Regions from separate parts of the Mus musculus genome. Here all the other regions are linked to region 5. A link is a contact called in public promoter capture Hi-C data. All regions are on one chromosome and are shown on one strand. Each heading gives the region's core, a stretch centred on a gene start, on an enhancer-like site or on the middle of the called end of the contact. The rest is flanking DNA. Distances are from core to core; before and after follow the strand shown.

Evidence for each region. Promoter capture Hi-C pulls out the DNA fragments that hold promoters and counts their contacts.
Region 1: a contact with region 5 is called in a promoter capture Hi-C map of liver, with 6 times the contacts expected there. The contact joins the promoter of Hcrt here to the promoter of Rapgefl1 in region 5. A contact is called at or near these places in 2 of 39 promoter capture datasets (liver and pre-B cells).
Region 2: a promoter capture Hi-C map of hippocampal neurons shows a contact between it and region 5, with 7 times the contacts expected there. The contact joins the promoter of Zfp385c here to the promoter of Rapgefl1 in region 5. A contact is called at or near these places in 7 of 39 promoter capture datasets (the 3T3-L1 cell line, the C10 cell line, cranial neural crest and 3 more).
Region 3: a promoter capture Hi-C map of liver shows a contact between it and region 5, with 5 times the contacts expected there. The contact joins the promoter of Hspb9 here to the promoter of Rapgefl1 in region 5. A contact is called at or near these places in 6 of 39 promoter capture datasets (the C10 cell line, cranial neural crest, hippocampal neurons and 2 more).
Region 4: a promoter capture Hi-C map of liver shows a contact between it and region 5, with 6 times the contacts expected there. The contact joins the promoter of Rab5c here to the promoter of Rapgefl1 in region 5. A contact is called at or near these places in 2 of 39 promoter capture datasets (both in liver) and 1 of 115 datasets of contacts at active chromatin or transcription factors (astrocytes).
Region 6: a promoter capture Hi-C map of hippocampal neurons shows a contact between it and region 5, with 10 times the contacts expected there. The contact joins the promoter of Dnajc7 here to the promoter of Rapgefl1 in region 5. A contact is called at or near these places in 7 of 39 promoter capture datasets (the 3T3-L1 cell line, cranial neural crest, hippocampal neurons and 3 more) and 2 of 115 datasets of contacts at active chromatin or transcription factors (astrocytes and embryonic stem cells).
Region 7: a contact with region 5 is called in a promoter capture Hi-C map of liver, with 4 times the contacts expected there. The contact joins the promoter of Mrpl10 here to the promoter of Rapgefl1 in region 5. A contact is called at or near these places in 2 of 39 promoter capture datasets (liver and pre-B cells).

What each region holds. Positions count from the first base shown.
Region 1 is chr11:100,761,336-100,764,187 of GRCm38.p6, forward strand. It overlaps Hcrt (hypocretin), which reads right to left and starts at 1,596. Exons shown (of 2, transcript NM_010410.2): 1 at 1,486-1,596; 2 at 358-830. The coding sequence starts at 1,506. The coding sequence ends at 459.
Region 2 is chr11:100,691,179-100,693,984 of GRCm38.p6, forward strand. It overlaps Zfp385c (zinc finger protein 385C), which reads right to left and starts at 1,288. Exons shown (of 9, transcript NM_001373887.1): 1 at 1,223-1,288. All of the region lies in intron 4 of Gm38483 (a long non-coding RNA gene), which reads left to right.
Region 3 is chr11:100,712,676-100,715,850 of GRCm38.p6, forward strand. Hspb9 (heat shock protein, alpha-crystallin-related, B9) reads left to right here and starts at 1,254. Exons shown (of 1, transcript NM_029307.2): 1 at 1,254-1,900. The coding sequence starts at 1,268. The coding sequence ends at 1,774. It overlaps Rab5c (RAB5C, member RAS oncogene family), which reads right to left. Exons shown (of 6, transcript NM_024456.5): 6 at 2,328-3,175.
Region 4 is chr11:100,736,873-100,739,602 of GRCm38.p6, forward strand. Rab5c (RAB5C, member RAS oncogene family) reads right to left here and starts at 1,343. Exons shown (of 6, transcript NM_024456.5): 1 at 1,206-1,343.
Region 5 is chr11:98,835,378-98,838,359 of GRCm38.p6, forward strand. Rapgefl1 (Rap guanine nucleotide exchange factor (GEF)-like 1) reads left to right here and starts at 1,408. Exons shown (of 15, transcript NM_001080925.1): 1 at 1,408-2,296. The coding sequence starts at 1,777.
Region 6 is chr11:100,618,068-100,621,069 of GRCm38.p6, forward strand. It overlaps Dnajc7 (DnaJ heat shock protein family (Hsp40) member C7), which reads right to left and starts at 1,560. Exons shown (of 14, transcript NM_019795.5): 1 at 1,461-1,560. The coding sequence starts at 1,537. It also overlaps a transcript of Nkiras2 not described here.
Region 7 is chr11:97,040,101-97,042,865 of GRCm38.p6, forward strand. Mrpl10 (mitochondrial ribosomal protein L10) reads left to right here and starts at 1,482. Exons shown (of 5, transcript NM_026154.3): 1 at 1,482-1,552. The coding sequence starts at 1,501. It overlaps Lrrc46 (leucine rich repeat containing 46), which reads right to left and starts at 1,269. Exons shown (of 8, transcript NM_027026.2): 1 at 983-1,269; 2 at 767-872. The coding sequence starts at 1,004.

The DNA.
Region 1 (2,852 bases), core at 346-2,845, 1.9 Mb after region 5:
AGGCGTGGTGGAGCACACTTGCAGTATCAACACCACCGGGGAAATAGAGGGTAGTAAGATCGGGTCATTTAAGTATAAGGTCATGCTGATCTTTCCAGGGCAACCGAGGATACCCTGTTTCTAAATAAATAAAGTAGGTAGTAGAACAACATGAGGGCACATCGGTACCTCATTTCCACCCTCCCAAATGTGTAGCACACACCCCAGGACTGCAAGGTTCCTTGCTGGATTCTTCCCGACCAAATAAGTATTTGCAATGAGAAACACAAGCTGCTTCCAGGCCCTAGACTCGTCACAATTCTCAAGATGCTTTCCCGCCCCCTGGAGGCCTGAACTTGACACACAGAAACATAGATTAGTCACACCAACAGAGAATCGTCTTTATTGCCATTTACCAAGAGACTGACAGCGGCGAGCAGAGGGGGAAGTTTGGATCAGGACAAGGATAGAAGATGGGTTCAGACTCCGGACCCTCCCCGGGGTGCTAAAGCGGTGGTAGTTACGGTCGGACAGCCGCGACCAGAGCAGGGATGTGGCTCTAGCTCTGCGCCTGCGCGGCGGCCCATGGTCAGGATGCCAGCTGCGTGGTTACCGTTGGCCTGAAGGAGGCGCTGCAGCCGTCCCTGGAGGCCTGGAGGTCCAGGCCGCCGCTTTCCCAGAGTCAGGATACCCGCAGCGTGGTTGCCAGCTCCGTGCAACAGTTCGTAGAGACGGCAGGAACACGTCTTCTGGCGACAGCAGTCGGGCAGAGGCTGTGCGTCCACCCCAAGCGACAGCAGCGCCGGCGGCAGCAGTAGCAGCAGCAGCAGCGTCACGGCGGCCCAGGGAACCTAAAGGGGGACAGAGACAAGGTGCAAATGGGTTTCACTCCACACAGCCAGTTGGCTCTGAACCTCTTGTTGCCATAGATCCTGCTAGGCTGTCATTGGGTTTCCTGCGGCTGGCTCCTTTGTCAATTCATCCTTCAATACACAACTGAGCCTTATCGTCTTCGAAACCTTCATAGGCTTCTCTGGGGTAGAAGAAGTTTGTCCTGTGCAAACATATTTAAAGGCTTGACTCTCCACCCACAGACAGGTGCTTCTAAGTCTGTCTGCACCAAACTTACTAGCCCTTCCCTCCACACACAGCAGGTTTGTTCCTTTGCTGGGGAAACTGTACATTGTGGCTTTGATCTAGTTTCTCACCCCCTTGGGATAGCCCTTCCTCACCTACAAACCAGGCATAAAATCATCCCTACTACCCTGTTGAGTGCAAGACATAACTGACAAGCACAGAGAACATCGGAAATACAAGAACTCATTAAACGTGAGCTCCCACACAATGGCGTACCCAGTGTTAACCAAGGAGGCAGGTTGCCAAGAACCCACCCATACTCCTCTCTCAGTGCTACACGCTAGAAAGAGCATATGAGCCCAGTCCTCGGCAAGCACTATCATGGCCTCAGTAGTCTGATGATTTATGTCCCTGTTTCTGGCTCTTTACCTTTGTAGAAGGAAAGTTCATGGTGCCTGGAGCTCAGGGGAAAGTAATCTGGAGAGATGATCTCTTCAGTGCAGTGGTCCAAATACCCAAGAAGTCTGAGGCCGTCGTCTTCAGTGGCTCGCTTCCAGGGGCCAGGGGTTTATAATGCTCTGAGGTGTGTGTGCGGGGGAGACATGAGTATGTGTGTCCACCTTAAACCAGACAAAGGCATGTCTAAGATTAGCATCTTGCAGGGGAACCGTTTCCAGGTTGGACCCAAAGAATGGCCGCCCTGTCCCTGGTCCCCAGCTTGTCTGTCTGCCTGTTCCTTGGAGATAGGGCAGTTTCCGAGTACTAATGAGGTTACCTTGCACCCAGGAATCTAAGTTCACAAAAGAGGCCTTGGCTGGGACACTGGAAGGAGACAATGGGGGGGGGGACAGTTGCTAATTAGGGGCAGAAATGGCAGTCTGAGAATTACTGTCTATGGTATGTTGAAGGTAGGGAGGGTACCTGGGTGGCATACCCTCTCACCCCCACTGACTCTGTGGTCCATCAGGTTCCAGGGCCTTTTCCTCCATGGAAACAGCTTTTGACACCCTACTCCCCAACCCCTACCCCACCCCCCAGCTCTCCTTTTCTTCTGTCCCTTTCACCAAACTCCTCCATGGAAAGTCCTGGAGACTTACTGTGGGCCACGGGTGAGAGAGCAGCCAAGCCTGGAGTTCAGAAGCTGATGAAGGGTAGACATCTCCTGGGCCAGTAGAGAAGAGGGTAGTCTTACTCTGCCATCTCCAGGATTGAGCCACCATGGAACAGGGTGTGGGTGGTCAAGGACTCAAGCCACTTCCAGGCCAGGGTTCACCTTCAGGGTCCTTTTAAGAAGCCCTTGATAAAGCCGGGCAGTGGTGGTGCACGCCTTTAATCCCAGCACTTGGGAGGCAGAGGCAGGTGGATTTCTGAGTTTGAGGCCAGCCTGGTCTACAGAGTGAGTTCCAGGACAGCCAGAGCTACACAGAGAAACCCTGCCCCCCCAAAAAAAAAAACCCAAAAGAAAAAAAGAAAGAAAGAAAGAAAGAAAGAAAGAAAGAAAGAAAGAAAGAAAGAAAGGAAGAAAGAAGCCCTTGATGTAGATCAGTCCTGCATGGGTGCAGGGACAGTTGTGTGTCTACCTATTTTCTTTTCTTTTCTTTTTTTTTTTTTGATTTTTCGAGACAGGGTTTCTCTGTGTAGCCCTGGCTGTCCTGGAACTCACTCTGTAGACCAGGCTGGCCTCGAACTCAGAAATCCACCTGCCTCTGCCTCCCAAGTGCTGGGATTAAAGGCATGCGCCACCACGCCCAGCCCACCTATTTTCTTAAATTTTCTTATTTTTAGATTTATATGTA
Region 2 (2,806 bases), core at 38-2,537, 1.9 Mb after region 5:
CTATCCCAGAAGCAGAAAGGATGGTAGGAAATGAGCAAGGGCCAATGAGATGGCTTCGATAAAGACGCTTGCTGCCAGGCCTGAGGATCTGAGTTCAATTCCCCAGTATCCATATACATGGTGGACCTCGAGAGTTGTCTCTAGCAAGTTGTCCTCCAACCTCCACCCACATGCCATGGCATGTAGATCTCTCTCTCTCTCTCTCTCTCTCTCTCTCTCTCTCACACACACACACACACACACACTTGAACATAACACACACACACACACACACACACACACACACACACACACTTGAACATAATACACGAGGAAGAATTTCCTGACAATGATGGTGTGTGTGGGAGGAGATCGTGGAATGCTGGATCTAGACAGTCATGAAAAACATGAAAAAAATCCCCTGCCCTAATCGTCTCTTCAGTCTGTCCAAAGGTTGGGGATGATCTCTGGAAGGTTCCTGGAGTCTTGACTGGGACTAGGTAGCACCCTCCCTCCCTCTGTTCCACACCCCGGGGGTCTTTACTTAAGTGGCTCACAAGGTCCCAAATTGCCTCTCTTTTCTGACTCAGGAATCTTGGCATCACAGCTGAGTTATCTCAGATCAGGTCTCCCAGAAAACCCTCCCTGGAGTTCTGGGAGGCAGAGTCTCATCCTAAAGCCCAAATCCCACATAAGAGGGCACAGTCATCCCAGGCCTGCCTTCATTCTCAGGGTCTGACTCTAAGACACTAGGCAGGATGGACCTGCTGATCCTGGGCCCTCTGGATTCTGGCATTTCCTCATTCCCCACCTCCTCTCGCCATCTATAGCCAAGTGCAAATGATGCAGATGACCCAGGGACACCAGAAAACCCAAGTCCCACGCTGATAGGCAACAGCTGTCACTCACTTGCTCCCAGAACAGAAACCCTTCGGTTCACTCCATTACTCCGAACTGCGAATATATTGCCCTGGGACACACAAAGGGTACTTGGGGTGACGAAGTTCACCTGCTGCCCTTCGGAACATTGTAGTGTCTGCTGCCCGTTGCTGCTTTCCGCAGCCCTTGGACTCTGGCATTATCCCGTAGAGCCAGCGGCTCCCTCCAACTTCCTTAGAGTTTTATCGCACCCGCCTACCGAGCCTAGTTGTCTCTGGGTGTCCCCTAGGTTTGAGACGGGCAGGAGACAGAAGGCTCTGCCTTGTCTTTCCGAGCTGACCTCGAGATCCTCAGAGTGTCTTACCTGCAGGAAAGAGATGCAGCCGGCGGTGGCCACCTGCTCTCGCCTGGTTTGCAGCGCAAAAGCTCTGGGCTCGCGGGCCGGGGCTGGCGGGCTGGGGGCGGGGACGAGCTGGGAGGGGCGGGGTCTCCAGTCCCACCCCAGTCCTGAAGGTGAGGAGTCGGTAAGCATTTTGAGGTTGTTGAGTATAGAGCAGAGAAACAGGGCCACTGGGAGTTCCGGTTTCTTTTCTTTTATCTCTTCCTTTCCCTTCTCTCCCCGTCTCATTTGAAATAGGGTCTTATGTAGCCCAGGACTACCTTGAGCTCTTGGTCCTCTAGCCTCCACCCTCTAAATGCTAGGATTACATACATGCATGTACCACCAATCATGCTTGCTCACGTATGTGTGGGCTCTCTCTTTCCTCCCTTCTTTTTCTTTCTTTCTCCCTTCCTTCCTTCCTTTTGTCATCATCATTGTCATGTTTCTCCTCCCCCACTGCCTCTTCCTCCTCATTTGTTTTTCCCAAGGCTAGGAAGGCTGCACTCAGGCCACATTTGAATTCAACTAGCACCAGTTTTTCTTCAGCTTCCTAAGTGCCAGGAGCACTGGCAACGAACCTACACTTGACTCTCGGAGGGTTAGAAAACCTGAGTCCTCCTGACCTTATACAATTCTATCTGACAGCCTGGTCCAGATGTTCACAAGCCTGGCTCCGCCAGAAGACCCCCCACCCCCCAGCCCAAAGCAGCAACAAGAACAGATTTGCCTGAGTCTCCCTCCCCTCAGTCTGAGGGTCTCACAAAATTGAAGATGGGTGGAGACACCCTTACCCCACCCCCTCCCTAACTCCTGCCTAAAGGTCAGCAATATAAAGACCCAGTGATTAGAGAGACATTAGGCATCCATCTTTTTCCTCTCTCCTGGCAACACAGGGCCCTCCTCCAAACCCCAAACCCCCCTGGCAGGTCCCTCAGCTGTCACTGTTTAGCACTGGAATGACAGGCGTCCAGACTCCGTGAGTCCAGCCACATTCAAGGCCACTGAGCTTAGCACTCTGCCCCCGCCCCCTCCTCCATCAGTCGCTAATTTTATTGACCTGTAAAAGGCACGTTCCTGGCTGGTGGTTGGGGGGGGATGACTCCTGAAGGGACCAAGGACACTCTGAGAAAGAGTTACCCTAGTTAAGATGGCTGCCCAAAAGAGTGGCTGTGAATTTTTAGCTTTAGCCAGAAAAGACTGGGAGAAGAGAGAATCAATTCTTTTCTATGCACTTTGAGGCAGGGCAAGAATGAAGCAGAAGAGATACAGGTTGGATAACAGGAAGAACTGTCATCCTTCTGTGGAATCTGCCCTAACCCTTCCATCCCTCCCCCCCCCCAAAGGTGGCTTGTGCCTGCTGGGCCTCTTACTACAGAAATAGCCCTTTCCCTGAAGAATCAACCTAGATCTTGCCTCTATTAAAATCAGAACAAAAAAAAATTAGGCCTCTCTGATTCTCCCTGCTCCATGCCTACCTGACTCCAGCCCTCCAATACTGGCTCTCGGATGCTTTTTCTCAAGTGAGAAGGGGGGACAAGGGGGGGGGTTGAAGAGTTAGAACCTGTC
Region 3 (3,175 bases), core at 4-2,503, 1.9 Mb after region 5:
AAGAGGCACCCCAGAACACTGGCCGTCTGGAGGATTTGTGGATGCTGCCCTTTTAAAGTCCATAGGTGGAAGAACAGGCCTGGGCCTGAGGTTGGCTCCCACATTGCAAAAGCCTGCCCTATTGTGGCTGCCGGCTAAGGCTTGCAGCTACAATAGAGATAAAATGTAACATTAATTCTACTATTTGTACTGTGGTGTTCACACTTATGAATTAACTTTGACAATCAGTTTTTGGGTTTTGTTTTGTTTTGTTTTATTTTGTTTTTTGAGACAGGGTTTCTCTGTGAAGCCCTGGCTGTCCTGGAACTCATTCTGTAGACCAGGCTGACCTCGAACTCAGAAATCCGCCTGGCTCTGCTTCCCAAGTGCTGGGATTAAAGGCATGCGCCATCACTGCCCAGTGACAATCAGCTTTTTCTATACTTGGGTTGCTGTTAAACAGAAACGGTTTTATTTTCAAAAGAACAAAGAGACATAGTTGTGGGCCATGCTGCTGTTGAATGTGTGTGTTCATGCACGGGCATTCGTGTGTGTGTGTGTGTGTGTGTGTTGGGAGTGGGCAGGAAAGGGGGGGGGGAGTGTGTTTGTGTGTGCTGAGAACTAAAGAACCAGAGAGACCAACACTGAAGATGCGGAGGGTAGGGGGTGGTCCCCTCTTCTGGCTCGCCTAGGCAGCTTTGAAGATGGAGAGGATTCCTGACCTCATACCCTTCCATCCTACCTCCATCTTTTTCCCTGCCCACTCCTTAATGGGGGGGTGGGGGTGGAGGAAAGCCAGAGAAATAGACAGTTTCTTCCCATTGTAGAGGTAGACTGTGAAAGGTCAGGGATAGTTCTTCCTGGAAGATCAGAAAGGCCCCCTCTTTTGGCTCAGTCCAGAGAACAATTTTCCTTGCCCCAGGCCCGATTCTTAAAAGGGCAGGGTAGGGCAGGGCCGGCAGGGCAGGGCAGGGCAGAGCAAGCCAGACCTTTTCAACCCCGTTGCTCAATCCCATCAGCTCCCAGGATGGAGCTGTAACCCCGCACATTCAGGTGATCCAGTTCCTTCATAGCCTCCTTCCTGCCCTCTGATGTGAGAGAAGGGCCCAGGGAGAAGCAGAAGCCGGTTCTGGACAAAAGCTGCAGCGCTTGCAAGGAAGATAAGACAGCGACTTGAGTGTTTTTGCCCTTCTGGATGGGAAGAGTGGGCGGGCCCTTCCTCTTCGCACCCGCCCCGGATGGGGGGTTGGGGAGCCCTCGCGCCCTCAGGCAGCAGTTGCACTCTCGGATGCAGCGGGTAGGAAGCAGTTTCTCCACCGGGCAGCGCGAACCCGGGGAAAACCGGGTAGCTTCCCGATGTCCCAGCGTGGCCCTTGCTGAACGGAATCAAGTGGCCACTCTACCAGTGAGGCTGCTCAGGGATGAGGTGCAGGGCAATGGCTGTGAGCAACCAAGTTTCCAAATAAAGGTGGATGCCCAAGGTTTCGCTCCGGAGGACTTGGTGGTGCGGATAGACGGCCAGAATCTGACGGTGACCGGCCAGCGGCAACACGAGTCGAATGACCCGAGCAGGGGCCGCTACCGCATGGAGCAGAGTGTTCACCGACAAATGCAGCTCCCGCCGACCTTAGATCCTGCAGCCATGACCTGCAGCCTGACCCCCTCTGGCCATCTGTGGCTCAGGGGACAAAACAAGTGCCTACCTCCCCCTGAAGCTCAAACAGGCCAGTCCCAGAAACCCAGGAGGGGAGGGCCTAAGAGCTCCTTACAAAACGAAAGTGTGAAGAATCCTTAGAGTCTCTTAGCGTTCTTCCTGCGGGAGAAGAGTTGAAGCCCAAACAGACTCGGCCCTGAGACTCAGGAGGGGAGGCCCTAGGCACTACAACCTACCCTAATGTATTAAACCGAGGTGTGCAGCAGCCTTAAGTCCTCCTGCTTTTTTCCTGAGGGTGAAGGGTTGGAGCTGTAGGGAGTAGGGTGACCAGGGGAGGGAACTCAAGGTGGTAGTAAGTACATCAATAATCAAGTTTCTGGCCCTGAGATAAACTAGGGGTGTGTATGGATTTAGCCAATAGCAATAGCTCCAGCAGGGAGCAGCAGAGAGCTGGGACAGCCTAGCTGTTGCCATTCAGAATCAGCTGATGGTCTGAACCAGGATGGACAGTGTTGAACCTGGCATGGAGGTGTCACGAAGGACAGTGGTAGTGATGGGCTGTAGCACCGGCCTTACGACCAGTACTCGGTGTTCCTCGTCAGGGAGAGGAGATATTTAAAAAAAAAAAAAAGGTCTGAGTCCTAATTAGGTCCTATCAAAAAACCCTCACAGGTCACTTCAGACACCAACAATCTTCAAATACAGGTTGCATATCCTTTAATGTAAGCTGGGGGGAGACAGATGTCAGCCCCAGGTCAGTCCTATCCTCTTCCACCATCAGAACTACCAACAGCAGGGCTTCTTTCTTTTGGTTACCATGACCACCAGCATCCTCTCACACACAGGGAGTAGAGCCATTTAATGAGATTGGATGATTCATTTAAATTAACTTCAGGAAAAACAGAGAGGCTACGTATGGCCTGATCAGCTGCCAGAGAAGGACGAGGAAGACAAGCGTGAGGTCGATCGATCGGCTGACTATATTGACAAGATACTGATTGGTTACATGGTGAAGAAAACATACAATACAAAATACAGAAAAAGTTGGTTCCATCCCTCCCACTCCCCCCCCTTACCCACCCACCCCCAAATACTCATCATCGTGATTTGGTCAGAACAGGGCTCAGAGCCAGAGGTCAGAGTGACCAAGGGTGGAGGGATCCTGGGCCATGGGTGTCCGGCTGTCAATAATGATGCTTAAGTAATGCTGCGGTTTCTCTCCCAGCTGGGAGTCAGTTGGGGAGGAGGCTGCAGCCTGATTGACAGCCAGCTGAGGGAAGAGCAGCCTGTCCCTTCCCCAGCTCAGGGCCTGCCCACTGCCCCAGCCTAAGACGCTCCCAACAAGTTAAGATGTGGGTGCTCTTGCTGAGTCCGCTCTCCAGCAAGAAGGGAAGAAAGGGTGACTGCTCCAAGCCCTGTCCCCACGGATGAGGAGCACAGGAGCATGGCTACTACCAGCAAAGGGCAAGTGGGGGAGCGGGAGAAAGGGACCTGGGAAGAGCAGAAGATCATATATATTAAAAAAGTGACTTAAGACTTAAA
Region 4 (2,730 bases), core at 93-2,592, 1.9 Mb after region 5:
TGGCCGCATAACAAGAGAACCTTCCAGCTTGGTCAGAGATACCAGCCATTTCACACACTTAAGTCCCAAGGAAAACACAAGAATCCTGTGTCAATACAGTAGGGGAACTGGCACTTTCCAGCACACATAAGCAATTCCTTTACGGACGAAAACTATACCTGCCACGGTGATGTGGACTAACTGCTCTGTGAAAAAGTCCAAGCCAAGAGGGGAGTGGAGACTCTGGTGAGGAATGGACCTGTTGCTCAAGTGTATAGTGGTGTGTGATTCAGGGTGGTTAAGAGATGGTGCCTCAATTTCACACTACTCCTATTTGGTCTATTCTCCACCCCTATAGATAAGCAGGCAGCAGTCTCTCTAAGGAAACCACTCACATGCTCTGGAAGGACAGGGCTGGGCCTGAAGCAGGGGGGAAGGAGGAGGGGAGACAGAAGATAATGAATGGGCAGATCCTCCCTGATCTGTGATCTGTCCCTAGGATTGAGCAGAGCTCAGCTAAATTCTTTAGAGGCAGGAAGACGAACACACACTGAGAGAACTTAAGACAGGGCTGGGGGCATAACGTGCAGTCCAAGGAGAAGGCTGCCATTCCGTCTAAGTGACCCAGAATTCAAACTCTGCTGAGGTCCTCGTAAGCTCAAGAGGAAGTAAGGAACTGTAAGCGCGCAAAAACACTTCTGTGCGTGTACAACACTCTCATTCCGACATCCCCCCCCCCCCATCCCCGCATCTCCGAAAGGAAATCGAGATAAAGATAATTTCAGGGCTGCAGGGGGACAACTGGGTTTTTGGTTGGGATTGGGGAGTGGGAGGCGTAGAACACAGGAAAGGAAAACCAGGAGAGACAGCACTCTCCGTCACCTCTAAAAGAGAAGGGGGACAGGTTCCTTCGCACCTGGTAAAGACTCTTTGATTTTGAAAGCTGAGGGGGTGGGGAGCGGAACTTAAGAGTCCCTCTCTCCCACAAGTGGACTGGACAGGCCAGAGGAGAGCCTCAAAAGACTCCCAAAGGCTCCCGAAGGACAGGTTAGCGAAGGAAAGAGGAGCTCCCCCTTTGGCCTGACGCCCTGGTGAGCCCCTAAGAGGGGGCTACGGGTCGGGGGAGGGGTCAGTGTCCCCCTAAGCTAAGGTTGGGCAGGAGGAAAGGGTACCCCAGGGAGGCTACCACACAAGTGAGACACTGGCCCTGGGACAGGCACACTCACCGCGGCTCCGGGCAGCAGCGTTACTTTGGGCCGGGGCTTCCACAGACTCCGCTCCTCTCCCCCCCACCCCCGGCGGTGTCCCAGGCTCCGGCCTCCACTTCCGCCTTTCAGCCGCTCCGGATCCGGATCTTCAGCTCTGCCCCGCCTCTCTATATTCCCAGGTGACTGACAGAAAGAACAGACCAATGGGAGACACTCCGATCCTACCCACAATCAACGCGGGAAAGGAGGGAGAGTGCGCGCGAGGGATGGCGGGACTTGTAGTTCTCCGCACAGGGAGGAGCCGGGGGCTGCCTGGCACTTGGGTTTTGGGTGGAACCGGCTGCCGGTGGGGCGGAGCCGGTCCAGGCCTGCTTATCGCGTCACTGCCAGTTCCAAGTGCCGCGAGGGAAGGCGTGTGGCTGAGCTTTCCAAGAGAGCAGACAGAGGGCTGTTCATGCAGAATTGAGAAAGGAAAAATATGATGTTCACGTAGCCGCGCAGACCGGTCGTGTGCCCTCGGCAACTTGGAGAAGCCAAGCCCGCCCAGGAGGCTGATTGTTGAGGACATTCTATTATAGGAAAGGCGATGGAGTCAGGTGTAATGGCTCGATCCGAAGGCAGAGGCTTGCAGATCTCTGTGAGTAACAGCTAGGGTTATGTAGTAAGATCCTGGCTTAAAAAAAAAAAAAAAAAAGAAAAGAAAAGAAAAAGAAAAAAGAAAGAAAAAAAAAAGGTGATGAAATCTCTGAGAGCTCTATAGAATGGGCTCTCTGGGGGCTAGCGAAACGGCTCGACAGGTGAAGATGCTTGCAGCCAAGCCTGACTGAGTGCCGTGCCCAGGACTCACATGGAGTAAGACAGACTCCCACTAGTTGTCTTTTGACAACCACCCATCCACCCTCCCTCCCGCTAAATACTTGAAGAAATGTAATTTTTTTTTTTTAAAAGAAGGAGTTGTCTAGAGGATACTAAATGGTTGAAAAGGAGACCTGCTGCTGCCAAGGGTTGCTCTCACTCTCTCTTCCTTTCACATGGGCTCTCACTATGTAGTCCTGATTGGCCTGGAACTTACTTTGTAGATGGGTTGTATTTGAATTCACAGAGATCCTCCTGCCTCTACTTCTGGAGTGCTGGGATTAAACACATGTGCAACCACCACGACAGACTAAGCTTTCTTTCTTAGGCTCTGTTCCCAAATATACCAGACCCCCTCATCTCCCTCACTCTGCCCCCAGTCAGAATTAGCGCTCCTTCAAAGACTACCTGTGTTCTCTCTACCCGTCACTATAGATGAAAACCACTAACCCTTCTACCACAGGTCAGTTCTGTTTCTGTTGCTTCTAATTCCTTCTGTATGAATTAGGACCACTTTTTGTTTGTTTGTTTTTTGTTTTTTGTTTTTCGAGACAGGGTGTCTCTGTGTAGCCCTAGCTGTCCTGGAACTCACTTTGTAGACCAGGCTGTCCTCGAACTCAGAAATCCTCCTGCCTCTGCCTCCCTAGCGCTGGGACTAAAGGCATGCGCCACCACGCCCGGCATGAAT
Region 5 (2,982 bases), core at 158-2,657:
CCAAGCATTTAGTTTCTAGAAGTCTCTCGGTCCCTTTTTATTTCCAGCTCCCACACCCTTCACACTCCCCAATTTTTCACCCTTCCTAACCGACAATCCCAAATCCTGCCCAGAGAAGAGGTTACCAAGGCAACCGGCTTAATCTGGTAACTGTGGCATGTGCAGAAGAGAAGCCCTCCCCTCTTCTTGGTTCCTAAAAGGTTACCTGGGGAGCTCTAAGCCACTCTGGCCAGTTCCTACTTCCAACCTTAAGAGAGGCCGAGTGTCCAATTAAGGCTGTCCAGGAAACCAATGCTCAGATCCAGCTTCATAGCAAAATCGGAGCTTTTTTTTTTCTTTTTCTTTTTCTTTTTCTTTTTTTTTTTTTTTTTGTTCCCTCTCCAAATCCCCAGATGGGTGTGCAGAGCTTTATTTCTGTGAACACATGCTCTAGCACACATGGAACTGAGTTTGCACCGACAGCAACACAAGTGTAGTACACACCCTGTCAGTTTCACCACTCCCAGCTCTTAGCATTCCTGTCCATCCATGCCTTGCTGAGGCACAGTAAACAGGGGTGGGACTTTGCCCAAGGAACACCAGCCCACCAGGAACCCGGTGCCACTCCTTCACCATGTATACCAAGCCTGGATGTGTTCACACTGTCTCTACAGCCCCATCCTAGTGGAGTGTACCCTGGGAGACAGAATGCTCTGGCGTAGCCACCAGGAGTAAGGGCAATATTTCTCCCATTCTATGGCTATATACACTAATGTGCTAGGTGATGGATGATAGTTGGCAGTTTGGGGACTTACACATCTCTTCAGTCTTGCTTCCCTTCGCTACCACCTGGGCTAAGATGCCCTTGTGCTTTTGGTCGTCTCTTTCAGTCTACTATCTCTTTTCACCCCAATTAGACCTGCCACAACCTGCTGGCCTCTGCCTGGCTCTTTCCTACTTGCCAGTACTTGCCTTACAGGGCGGCCCTGCACCACCCCCTAAACCCTATCAGAAAGGAATATGGGTACCGCCCCCAGTGCCAATACCAGTTTACCCAAGACGCCGTCCCAGCCCTTCTCAACAGGTGGAAGATAATGACCAAATAAAATTGTGGGAAAGATGCAAAGAGTTCAGCAGTCTTTATAAGCCTCACCTGTGCACAGGTAGGCGTGCCAAGGTCAAACATATGCCCTGGTTATTTGAAATGCTCAAAAGAGACCCGGTAATCAAGAGCCAGGAGTCCTCTGCTTTGGTAGATCTCTCCCTCGCCTTTGCCCTTCTGCGACTGTCAGAAACCCAAGTCCTAATTTTCCTCGCGGTCAGCGCCAGAGCCCAAGTTCAAGCCTCGCGCGGCCGGGCGGGGGCGGGCCTAAGCAGGGTAGGGGCGGGGACTGGAGGAGGGGGCGCGGTCTCAATTCTGCCACCTTCCCCGGGGCCAGGAGCGCAGCCGCCGCCGCGTCCTCAGCCTTGCGCTCCGCCCGCTGCCTCTGTCGCCTCAGCCCGGCCCCGGAGCGCTGAGACGGGGACACCAGCCCCTCAGCCTGCCAACCCTTCGGCCGCAGCCGGCATGGGGGGCCGCTGAGAGCGAGCTCCTCTTCCCTCTGGCACCTCCCCCGGCCACTGGCCACTGGACTCTGGCCAGCGAGGCTCGGCCACCTCTCGCTCGCAGTCCGACGCCTGGCACGGCCCTCGGCTCTGCTCCCCCGGCTCTGAGCATCGTGTCCCCGCCTCCCCCCGCCCGCGCCTGGGACACCTGGGTCCCCCGGCGGCCCCTAAGAGAGGGGCGGGGGGGGGGGCATGAAGCCACTGGAGAAATTTTTGAAGAAGCAGACGTCTCAGCTGGCGGGGCGAGCGGTGACTGGAGGTCCCGGCGGGGGTCCGGGTTGCTGCGGAGGGCCTGGAGGGGGTGGGGGCCCTGGTGGGGGCGGCGGTCCGGCCGGGGGACTGCGGCCACTGCAGCGGCGTCAGAGCGTGTCTCGCCTGCTGCTCCCAGCTTTCCTCCGAGAGCCCCCAACCGAGCCCGGGCTGGAGCCGCCCGTTGAGGAGGAAGGGGGAGAGCCATTAGGGGTCTCTGAGGAGCCGGGCAGTGGGGGGCCCTGTTGGCTGCAGCTAGAGGAGGTTCCCGGGCCTGGGCCGATAGGATCTGGGGTGCCCCTGCGCTCTCCTTCCTCGTACTCCTCAGATGAGCTATCCCCCGGCGAACCCCTGGCTTCACCACCCTGGGCCCCCCTGGGCGCCCCCGAGCGGCCAGAGCATCTTCTGAACCGGGTTCTGGAGCGCCTGGCTGGAGGGACCACCAGGGACAGCAGCGCCTCAGGTAAGCCTGCTCATCCATCCCAGAGCAAGAGAGCACGGGGTTGGGGGTGGGAGGTGAGGGATTGGCCCGGGGGATGCTCCCTGATTGTTTTTTCTTGTCCTCAGTGTTGGTGTAGAGGATGAGGGGAAGCCCGAAGTAATGTAGGGGAAGGGGCATGGTAATGCGCACCCACCTTCCTCCCCACATTAGCTTCATTCTAGGGGAAGAAGGGAAACCATCTCTCTCCTTCAACTACCCTCCCTCTCTCTCGGCTATTTAAGCCAGTCTCCCACGAGCCCTTGATACTGCCTACCTCCTCCCACGCCCCTAAATTAGGGCCTGACACCCTAAGGTGGACGCTTTCCCGCTGAGGTTGTACGCTGCCCTCCAGACCATAGCTGAGGCCTGAAAACCGCTGACAGGAGTCCCTGGCTGTGTAGGAGCGCCTCACTTGGTGGGGCCATGTGGATAGTCACAGAACTCGGCTGCTTTTATTGGGGATGAATTCGAAGGTCTCTAAGGGAAGATACCAGGAGACTGCAGCATCCAGAAGGCTTTGGGCCTCCGTAGCACCCACCCTTCCCATGCCATGCCTCAGCAGAGGGCCTTTTTTAAAAAAATAATAACCACACCCTGAGAAGCCTGAGATGATGCCATTTCACCCACTATGAGAATGCCAGCACCCTATTAAAGGGCTTCTGAGGAAC
Region 6 (3,002 bases), core at 310-2,809, 1.8 Mb after region 5:
TCTACAGGAGATTTACACTTGAGTAGGATAGATTCCTCAAATGACATATAGCCAAAGTCCCTATTTATAGCAGTAAGAAGCACTAAATTCTTTCCAAATATAAGTAAAATAAAATGTAAGCTCTGTTTGTGTTAGCGAGGGGCTTCCGTTCTCATTTGGCAATACCTTAAGTTATATAGGAGCGGATGATGCTTAACTCCAGACACTGTAATGACATGGAAACTCAAACAGGAGGAGGAGGAGGCAAGGCTAAACTTGATAGCTCTTGATCAACTACACTTTGTCTAGCATCTCAGCTTTCAAGTCAGGTACTACCATACACCTGATGACTACAATATTCCCCGTATCTCTCCGAGTACCGCTTATAAGTCTAACTTGGACAGTAAACCCCTCAGAATCCTGATTTCTAGACCTCCTGAACTGACTCTGTTCAAATTATTCAGCCTGAAGACATTCCCTACAGGCTTGGTATGAACATGAACCACAAGGGAAGGAGAGTAAGGGGACTGTAGTCCATCCTAAGAAAAGGATCAAATTAATCATGCTACTGATAAAAGAATCAGTTCACCTTTGGTATCAGAACAAGTCCCGCCCGCTCCCAAGCGTACTCTAACCCCCCCACCCCACCCCACCCCACCCCGCTTTGAAAACCCGTTCTTAAGCTGGTGTCGGAATTCACCAAGTGTTCGAGAAAAACCACTCACTCAGCACCTCCCTAGGCTAGGCCAGACTAGCAATCCCGAGCCACTGCAGCTGCCCAGCAGTGCCAACTGCATTTAAACAGCTGTTCTCCTTGAGCTTAAGAATGCTCTTGGGAGGAATGGCGAAGAAGCGTCTGCCCCCGTACTGCAAGAGACAAGCTCCTCATTCGCCCTTCTGTCTATCCATTCTTAACTTCTACGGCTATCGGGGAGTGGGGGGCGACCAGGTCCATACAGTGAGCATCCAATTCTCTCAGCCTCACACTAGAGACCACTAAGGGTCATTAGTGAGGAAAGGGAAGTGAGGAGGAGAATGCGGGCTTCGGAGACGACCAGTCAGGACGGGCAACAATGCACACAAGTTAACCAGAGCGGGCGGAGGTCGGGGCTCTGTTAAGGAAGTCGTCATTGTCGCCGCGACGCCTCCCCCACTCTGCAGCCGACCTCTGGGGTTCCTACCCTTCCCCCCGCCCCCGCCCGGGAACCCGGCCTCCACGATGAAGTCCACCTTCCTCCCCGCGGCAGAACAAGACCATGCCTCAAGCTCCCTGCTAGGCGGAAGCAGAAGGGGACAGCAGACCCCCTAAGTGTACCCCTTCAGAGGGATCTCGGTCGACTCCAGCTCAGATGGGGGCGGGGGGTGTCTGCAGGAGAGCCATCGTCTCTGCATCTGGGGGCTGCCTCGCTGGCGGGTCCACCTGCCCCAAGCCACGAGCTGCAAGCTCGTCTCCTCCATGACTCTACCACCCGGTTGGTTACCTCTTGGCGTCTTCGTCCTCCAGCAGTTCAGGCTCGGTCGCCGCCATTACCACATCGCACTCCGCGGTAGCCGCCATCTTACCGCCGGGACCAGAGAGCCGGGTGGGAGGCAGACGGTGTAGAGCACTTCCGGTCGGAGCATCGAGCCGCTCGGCGGCGCCGCGCCCAGAGGGACTCCCTCGAGCCCGTCTACCAACGAGAGGCTCCGCTTGGGGCCAGAGCGGCCTTCCATCCCTGGAGGTCCACGGTGGTCTCCGCGCTGGGGCGGGGGCCCAGGGACGGTTCCTGTGCGTAGGGGGCGCCACTTTACCCGTGAATAGGAGGAGGGTACAGAAGGAGGTTGCCTCTCTGGGCCTAAGCTTGCCTCAGTATCCCTACAGCCCGGTTGCCATAACAACTAGCAATCCTAGAGAGCCTCCGGTAACGCTTGGGAGTCCCTGGTGGGTGGAGACGGGGTCCCCAAGACACTTGAGGAAGAAAAGCCCCCCCCAAGACTACCTTCCTGACTTTGCAGTGTGTCCACAGCTTCCTCCCTGGAAAGGCATGAAGAGCTACTTTGAGCCCAATCCCCAGCTTCATCAGTTCCTGGAAGCCCTGCCCAACCAAGCGAGGGGAACGCAGGGCGTCTTCACCCTGCTCCTTTCATCCTCCACGGATCTCTAAGCACCAACTGGTTCATCACCCCAATGACGCGGACCCTTTTATGAGGCTGCTTTCATGTCAGCCGCTTGGGAGTGCCATCTCAGCGTTAAGCCTAGAAAGGATGACATGGCGCGCCAGCCCCTGCCCCGGAGTTTATAAGGCAGCTCATGGGGTGAGGTCCCTTTTCCTCAGTGTCCCCTGTACTCCTACTTCTCATAAACTCTACCCAGCACGCTTGTCTGGCCAGATGTTGTCTGGATTGGGAAGACAGCATAATTATCTTTGTAGTACCACTACCACACACAACAGTGTTGGATTAAATTGAGGCCCTCTGAGGTTAAATGTGGGGAGGAGACGACCTTGAAATTGTAATTTAAAGCCAAAAGGAACGAAAATAAGACAATGGAATTTAAATTTCCCTTAAGGAAAGTGTGTGTCAAAGTCCCTAACCTTATTTGTAGGTCCTTATCATTACTGACGGAGTGGAAACTACCTGGGCCACTGGATAGAGAATGATAGCTGGACCTCAGTGAATTGAAATGCTGTGACCCTTTAATATGGTTCCTCCTGTCATGGTGATCCCCAGCCGTAAAATTATTTTTTGTTGCTACTTTGTAGCTATAAATTTTCTACTCTTATGAATTGTAATGTAAATATTTTTGGAGATAGAGGTTTGCCAAAAAAAGTCATGACCCACACAGGTTGAGAACCACTGCCTTAATTAACGAATTTAATTTTTCACCCATTTTTCAACAACGGGGGGGGGGGAAACAATTTTTTTCTTCCTTCCTGAATTTCTTATGTTAGATTTCTTCTGTTCATCTGTTCAACATGAAACCTGGGGTAAATCACACAGACCCACTGCCCTTAGCTTGAAACCTTGTCATCAATGCTTTTTGT
Region 7 (2,765 bases), core at 232-2,731, 1.8 Mb before region 5:
TTTAATCCCAGCACTCGGGAGGCAGAGGCAGGCGGATTTCTGAGTTCGAGGCCAGCCTGGTCTACAAAGTGAGTTCCAGGACAGCCAGGGATACACAGAGAAACCCTGTCTCGGAAAAAAAACAAAAACAAAAAACAACCAAAGAAAAAAAAAAGAAAGAAAAGAAAGAAAAGAAAAAAAGAACATGGTATGAGGAATTGCACACTTGCAGAATGTAGCTGTAAATAAGGTTGGTTAATGCTATTTGGATTTTACTCTGGCTGTAGTAGGTTGTTGAGGAAGTTTCTACCAGGGAGTAATTAGATTTATCATTTATAACAATCAATGGTGTAACAGCAGTATGGGAAGGCCAGACTGGGAACTGGGCGGAGAATTTTGAAGTTTGCTAAGAGGTGAGGTAGTGACCTCCAAGGCAGCTGAGGATGTATGAAAAAAATCGTCTTCAAGAAGTAAAAACCGCTGGGTGGTGGTGGCGCACGCCTTTAATCCCAGCACTTGTGAGGCATTGGCAGGTGGATTACTGATTTCCAGGACAGCCTGGTCTACAGAGTGAGTTCCAGGACAGCCAGGGCTACACAGAGAAACCCTGTCCCGAAAAAAACAAAACAAAACAAAACAAAAAAAAAAGTAAAAAAACCAACCGGAAAGTAATACTGATTAGTAAGTGGAGTAAGTAAGGAGAGAAAGTTTCAAAGTCAGTACAGCTCAGCAACCTGGACGTCACTGTTCCCGCCTTCTATCACCCCTTTCTCTCCTGTCCACTCACATCTTTTCTGACAGGTCTTCATCTCCAGGGAAGGTCAGGTTCCGCTTGGTGATAAGGGCTTCAGTAATGTGGACACCTTCCTCGGTTCTCTGGGCAGCTTTCTTAGCTGGGGAAAGATGAGCCTTTTGTCGCCTTGGGTTCATTTTTTTTTTTTTTTTTTTTTTTTTTTGGAAACCCGACCGACCTCACTGTTGCCCAACTGTTCTGTCAACTCACCTTCCTGCTCGTCTCCTGGCATGATCTAAAATAAACAGCGGCTGCTTGAGGCAGGTAGATGGACGAAGGCGAGCAGAGAAGCTTAGACGGTTGGGCTGGTTGAACCCAGGTTGGAGGGAAGACTGAGGAGACAAGGGCAGGGGGTTCTGAGAATTATTGGGGGTGCGGTGGAAAATAGGAGTAAATGGGAACGAAGGATCTGGAGTTAGAGGTGTGTAGCGTGGCTTTACTGGCCTTAAACTGAAAGGACCAGAAGGAATAGAAAGAACCGTTCCTTGAGGTCTCGCGTCGTTGCTAGGAGACTGGACGCCAGGTCTGACGGAACGGGGGGAGGGGGGGAAGAGGAGAAAGAGGCCCAGCTCCACGCATGCGCATAGCGGCCCTATCAGGCGCCACGCCCACTATTTCCGGGCCCGGGTTTTTGTTTTTTTTTTTTTTTTTTTTTTTTTTTTACTGCTGCCCCACAATCCTTAGCTACTTCCGTCTCCGCGCAGCGCGCATGGGAACTTCCTGTAGCGATGGCTGCGGCGGTGGCCGGGATCCTCCGTGGAGGTCTCCCGCCCCGGGCGGGTAAGGAGTGGCCCAGGGCCTCCCTGCACGCAGGATGGCGCTCTCTAGCCCTCGCCACCCTCCTTTCCTTCTGACCTTTCCCGTAATCTCTGACCGTCGACAGCTCTAGGAGACCCTGCCACTAGCCGGATCTCTGATTTGACTGGGTCATTACCTGCCGGTGACATCCCTTCCACAGCCCCTCCCCCCAAGCCGGGAATCACAGGACCTCGCTTTGGATTTTTCTAACCCTTCGCTCAGTTCTTACTCCTGGTCCCGGAGAGTCCTTTCCAGAAAATTTATGTATTCCTTCTTAAGGTCTTAGCCCAAACACAGATTCAAGTCTTCTCTCAACTACCCTCTCTCCATAAAGAGCAGGTTCTTTGGTGAAATTTACTTTTATCAATTCAGTCTAGTTTTGTTTATGCACGTGTCTCGTCTGATCTGTTAAACTTCACTGTGTCCATCTCAGCTGTGGTGTCTGCTGTTAATAGGCATCAGGCATTTAATGGGTAAATTTGACACCATACTGTAGGATTGTACTCATTGCTTCAAAGCAAAGGCACCTTGGGAGGAAGGCATTATTTTTATTTTTTAAAGAAGTATTTACTTTCTGTAAGTGAGTACACTGTTGCTGTCTTCAGACACATCAGAAGAGGGCATCAAATCTCATTACAGATGGTTGTGAGCCACCATGCGGTTGCTGGGAATTGAACTCGGGACCTCTGGAAGAGCAGTCAGTGCTCTTAACCGCTGAGCCATCTCTCCAGCCCCATCTCATCCCAAAGGCACTCGTAACAGCTCTTGTGGCCCTTAACCATAAAACCTCTCACCCTGGCAATCCTCTATATTACCTGGAGTCTTCTAGCTGATCTTTTCCCTACAAAACGACGCTATTGGTCTTTATGTTAGGGTTGAAAGAGTCACGTTGGCTCAGAGCTTTGAAGAATGTCCTTGGGTGCAGAGGGGACCTTCCAAGCTTTTCCTATTATCATCATTTTGTGCTATTGGGCACAAAAAGGTCAGAAGGCAGCTTGCGTGCCTCTTTTTCTTTTCTCCATCATAGGGGGATTCCAAGGGTTGTGTTTAGGTTGTCAGAGTTGGTGGGAAGTGCATTTATTGCACTGGATTAGTCGTCTCGCAGGCCTTAGTTTTGCAGTTTGAGTCAGGGTCTCATTAGTGAGGCTGATCTTGAACTCGGATTTCAGGTATTCACCATCTGACCTGAAGAAAG